Linked DNA regions of Mus musculus: region 1 is linked to region 2. Evidence: chromatin contacts called from public HiChIP or PLAC-seq data. All regions are on one chromosome and are shown on one strand. The core of a region is the stretch at or near the end of the contact, and the rest is flanking DNA. Distances in the headings are between cores, read along the strand shown.

The links. HiChIP or PLAC-seq counts read pairs in DNA pulled down with a chosen protein or histone mark.
Region 1: a contact with region 2 is called in an H3K27ac HiChIP or PLAC-seq map of microglia, with 6 times the contacts expected there. The contact joins the promoter of AI507597 here to the enhancer-like site in region 2. A contact is called at or near these places in 7 of 115 datasets of contacts at active chromatin or transcription factors (the 230-238 cell line, astrocytes, bone marrow-derived macrophages and 3 more) and 1 of 9 other capture datasets (adipose tissue).

The regions. Positions count from the first base shown.
Region 1 is chr4:141,612,971-141,615,670 of GRCm38.p6, forward strand. It overlaps AI507597 (expressed sequence AI507597), which reads left to right and starts at 1,400. Exons shown (of 3, transcript NR_033566.1): 1 at 1,400-1,507; 2 at 1,605-1,713; 3 at 1,988-2,634. Tmem82 (transmembrane protein 82) reads right to left here. Exons shown (of 6, transcript NM_145987.2): 5 at 1,975-2,165; 6 at 1,263-1,736. The coding sequence ends at 1,611.
Region 2 is chr4:141,156,333-141,159,032 of GRCm38.p6, forward strand. All of the region lies in intron 1 of Fbxo42 (F-box protein 42), which reads left to right. Among named protein-coding and RNA genes, the nearest start is that of Fbxo42, 9.8 kb to the left of the region's middle. Within about 2 kb of position 1,374, at least 53 of the 459 cell types and tissues checked have an H3K27ac peak or open chromatin away from gene starts, as enhancers often do. A contact at or near this core is called in adipose tissue, bone marrow-derived macrophages and microglia, where this site is marked.

The DNA.
Region 1 (2,700 bases), core at 150-2,649, 460 kb after region 2:
GTTTGAGACAAGGTCTCTTTGTGTAGCCCTGTCTGTCCTGGAGCTCACTCTGTAGACCAGGCTCACAGAGATCCACCTGCCTCTACCTCCCGAGTGCTGGGACTAAAGGTGTGTGGTGCCACCACCTGGCTGTGGATTTTTTCTCCCTCACTCCCTCCCTTCCTTCCTTCCTAAAAAATATTAAATTTATTTTATGTATATGAGTACAAGACAACTACAGACACCAGAAGAGGGCATCAGATCCCATTATAGATGGTTGTGAGCCACCATGTGGCTGCTGGGATTTGAACTCAGGACTTCTGGAAGGGCAGTCAGTGCTCTTCACCGCTGAGTCATCTCTCCAGCCCTGGGTTTCTCTTTTTCTTAATAAGCTGTCTCTTCTTCTCTTTTTATTTTTAATTCTATATATGCGTGTGTGAGCATGAATACAAGTGCCCAAGGAGGCCAGAGACATCACATCTCTTAAGCATCTCCTACAGACACTTGTGAACTCCCTGATGGGGGATGTGGGAAACCTGCTAACTAAGGATGGGCAAAGTTTGTCATTGACTGCACAGCCTTCTGGGGCTTGATGCATAATGGGGGACTCCTGGTGTTAACAGAGTTTCTCCTCCTCTGGCCTTGACTGGGGTTTCTAAGCCCCCAACACTTGCTTCTACCTGAGGAATGTCACATAGCCTCAATTAATTTATAGGATCAAGTTCCTTTCTTCTACAAGACTTGTTCAGCCATCGCCTGAGATTCCTGAAGTGCTTCCCCATGCTAATGAGGCATTCCAGGTCCTCTAAGCCCCCCAGCCAATGACCTTTGCCCATCCTGGATGTCCCTGCCTTCAGTTCCCCAAAACTGTATAAGCCTGCAGTCACCCTAGGTAAAGATCTGCCTCCTGACTTCGGGTCCCGGTGTGGTCTTTCACAGTGAGTACTCACAGGGCTTCTGAACCCCCTGTTCGACGTTGGCCGAATCGGCCAGCAATCTACGAGGACGAGGAGACCCATGTGTAGGGGTGACACTCAGAGCATTCCATGCTCGTAACCCTGAGCAACTTCTCCAGCTCCCAACCATCTTGATAACCGCATGTTCCTGGTGCAGTTCTTTGTCCTGGGACACAAGAACCTGGTACTTCAGCCTGTGTCCTTTGTCCCCCAGGGAACTCAGGGCAGGGCCAGGTTTGAGGCTCATATCCTAGAAGCCTGCCCCCGAAGACATTGGATTCAGGAAGCCCCTTTTTCTTCCTGTGCCACTGTGATCCTCAACGCAGGTTGAGAAAAGTCACCTTTATTGTCTTCGGCGAGAGCAAGGTGGGGGAGGGGTGGCCAGAGGGCAGGGGCCATTCTGAGGTCACAATTGTCCTCTTGCCCAGCCAAGAAAAGTGGGTCTGCTGACGCTGTCCATCTCCAAGAGAGAGGGATTCACTCTGAGGCCTTCATGTCCCCACCTCTCTAGGTCCCCAGCCCTGGCCACCTCCTTTCTCCAGAGCCCCCCCATGGCCTGCCCAAAAGTCTAGGTGAGGACCAGCCACTCAGTCTTCAGGCCACATCGTGTGGTCAAGACCTTGCTGGTTAGGCCGCGCAGGCCTGAAACTGACTTCACATCCTCCGCAGGGCGAGTCAGGAGGGGACCGCGCTCCTGGCTGGGGCAGGTGTGGAAGGCCGGGGCTCACATGGATCTGTCCATCCTGATTCTCCTTCTGCTGTTACTGCTGCTGTTACTGTAGGCCTCTGGGGTGGAAAGCCCTGGGGGGAGGGTCCGAAGGGACACATACCCCCAGTTAGTCTCAGATCCGTCATCAGGATCTTCCGACCCTCTGGGACCCCCGGGGTTGCCAGCTGGAGTGGTCCCTGGTACCCAGGTCCTCACTCCGAGTTGAGGGTCCCCTGCCCTCCCGACTCTTGTCAACTCTGGGGGTGTGTGTGCTGGGAACCTTGGGAACAGGGTGGGAAGCTGGGGGGGGGGATCCATAAAGGTACCTACCTGTATCTGGCAGAGGTCGATTAAGGCGCGAATACCGGCTAAGCACCACAGCTCACCCAAAAGGGAGAAAAAGATACTCAGGAGATCCAGCCAGCGGCCCACGGTCATCAACAGAAGGAAGAGGCCACCCATGCGCACCAGCACCGTCTGGACCTGGCCCTGTAGGCTGAAGCGATGTTGCCACTGCTCCTCTGTGGGACGCGGTTGTCACTGTCTCAGCCGGCACCTTCTGGAGATCAGCTGGGGCCAGCCTGTTTCACTTCTCAGCTGCCTTCCCCGGGGATCTTGTCAGCTTCCCTGACTGCCTTCCCACAGCCCTGCTTCTGTCTCTGGGCACCTACAGGACTTCTTACCCACCCTTAAGTTTCCCCCTGGTTGAGGACAGAGCCCTGCCAGTCGATGGCAGGAATCTAAGGTTCTCCCCCTTTCTGCCTGTCAGTTTGAATCATCCGCAGCTCAGTTGGCTTCTGCCAGTCTCTCTCTTGTTCCATCCTGGTCCCAGCCACCTTCCCCTCTTGCCGAAGCTCACTCATCAAGGCGCCTGAGTTTTGTTCCCGACCAAGCTCTACTGACCATCTAAAGCGACCTAAACACACCAATAAGATGACACCATCCCTCTGCTTTTAGAGAACTCTAATGGAAGTCTTGTTTTCCACAGTCAAACTTGACTTGGTCCCGTCTCTCCATCCTCATCCGATCTGTGTTCCCCTTCCTTAGAAAGACAGC
Region 2 (2,700 bases), core at 124-2,623:
ATTTCTAAAATGTATTACATTTTTTGAGAGTGTGTGAATGTGGGATGCCATTGAACAGCCTTTGGGAGTTGGTTCTCTTCTTCCACCACGTGAGTCCTGTTGTTAGAACTCAGTCCTCAGGCTTGGTTGTCAGGTGACCCCCACTGTGGCCAGCACAGAGGGAAGTTAGTGTAATGCTGACCCTTAGGCCTCAGTCGCAGCATTACCGACTGTAGTCATTCCTGTTTCCCACCTGGGGAATATATTCTGGGGTGATGCAGGACATTGAGGACGGTTGTAATGGCACTTTCTATGTATCTAGACATGATACCTTTGGCTTTGTTTTTGGGAGAGTCTCACTCGATAGCCCCAGCTGGACTGGAATACATTATGTATACAAAACTGGTCTTGAATTTGCAGCAGTCCTTGGTCCTGGGGAATACAACATGAGCCACTTGCTGGACATGATAACTTTTTGTTGGTTGTATTTTGTTTTGTTTGAAACAGGGTCTCTCTGTGTAGCCCTGACAGTTTTAGAAGTTACTGTATAGACCTGACAGAGATTCACCTATGTCCCTCTCCCAGGTCCTGGGATTAAAGCATGGCTAGACTCTGTATCTTGAGGCTTTCTTGTTACCTTGGAGCAAAATTCTGGCTGTGTATTACATCTTAGTTTCTCCTGCTATTTATTGCCTTGCTCTCTGCTTCATTGGAAACCATAGTGATGAGGAAAGAGATGTGGGTTTTAATTAGGCAGGTGATCAGTGGGTAGAGTCTAACTCGTGAGGCAGTGAGAAGCAGAAGCTGTCTATATGATAGGCCTGTTGTTGTAGGCCGCCCGCTCAAGTGTTCATGTAGCCCCAAGATGATGGCTCTCCTGCCTAAGGTGACAGAGGTTAGAAGGACAACTCCATTAGCCGAGGATCCTGCCACATTCCCAAGTAGAGAGGGATAGTTCAGACACATGGATGGCTAACAAGGACAGAGGCAAGAGATCCAAGAATGTCTGAGGGAATGAAATCTGTGGGAAAGGCCACTGACCTCACTGTGGGTAAGCCCCTGGGCACAGCATGGTAAATACTGTCTGGTAATTTTATTTTTTTGTTTGTTGCAAGAGTGTTTCTAAAGTAATTTAGGCTGGCTTTATACTTGCTGTGTATTGCCCAGACTGGCCTAGAACTCAAGCTCTTTTGTCACAGCTTCCATACTGCTGAGATTACAGGAGTCCATCTCCTCACCCCCTCAGCCCCCTAACCAAGCAGCAGAATCCATCAGTTAGGTGTCCTCTGGCTCAGTAATGCATTTAATTCTGACACCACCTGGAGGTAGCTTCAAATCCTGAGCTTGAGGATTCAGCACTGTCACAGTGACCCCACTCCAGATGCCAGCAGAAAGGCTGGTGTCTCATGACTTCCTCTTTGGGTCATAGAACGTCCACAAACACTACATGTGCTCTTTGTTCTAAACTCCATATTTACTACCGTATTATAAAAGATACTGTGAGGTGCTGGGGTGCCAGGTGACTGCTGCTGCACCATGGAGACCTGCAAACGCGATGTGATCCACAGGGGCCTGACTGTCAGCCTAGTCAAAAACAGGGTCAGTAGCAACCCTGTCTCAAAGGAGTGAGGCAGAGCAGGATGGAGGAGAAGCCTGCTCCGGGCTCCCTGTACATGCACAAGCCACACAGGCACACACACTCACACACTGCAGGCTGTGGATAAATGGGGGTGCCTGCAGTGAGCCTCCATGCCCTTCGGGCACACCTCAAGATGTTCTACATTCACAGTAGCCGCCTGCAGTCTCCCCAGACCCAGAGTTCTTGGTGTGTTTCTGTGTGTCTTAGGCAGAATATTATGTGGCCCAGGATGGCCTTAAACTCTGTTTTGTAGGTAAGCATGGCTTTGAGTTCCTGATCCTCCTGCCTCAGCCTCCTAAGAACTGGGGTTACAGGTTTGTACACCATGCTTAGTGCCTTTTGTTTTGTTTTCTTTTGTTTTTCAAGACAGGGTTTCTCTGTGTAGCCCTGGCTGTCCTGGAACTCAGTCTGTAGACCAGGCTGGCCTGGAACTCAGAAGTTCACCTGCCTCTGCCTCCCAAGTGCTGGGATTAAAGGTGTGAACCACCACGCTCAGTGCTTAGTGCTTTTTTGAGTTTGATTGATCAAATCATTGGCTATTGGTGATCAAGTTAGCAATTGGAGGGTTGGCCTGATAGTCTGACTCTTTAATCATGCTTTAATCTTTCTCGTGGTCAGTCCTAATCCTGAAGCTCCTAGGGCTGCCAGTTGTCAGTTAACTATTAGTACAGAAAGATTCTACTTTGGAAATTCTCCTGTTTTTAGAAGTTGTATGCCAGGAAACAGAAGAAAGGCCAATTATACATTTCACGATTATCACACTCACACTGGAATCCTTAGCATTCAGCATTTCAAGGTTGTACGCTACAACTAGTCTGTATCATTAACTTCATCAGTAAGGACTTTGTTCCTAGCCAGGCATGGTAGTACATGCCACTAATCCCAGCACTTGTGAGGCAGAGACATGCAGATCAATGTAAATTTGTGGCCAGCCTCAGCTACATATTACCTTCCTGCCTTAAAAAACAAAACACTGGGCCTGGGGAGGTGGCTCAGCAGTTAAGAGCACTGGTTACTCTTGCAGAGGGCCTGGGTTTTGTTCCCAGAGCTTACATGGGGCTCACTGCCGTCTGTAACTCCAG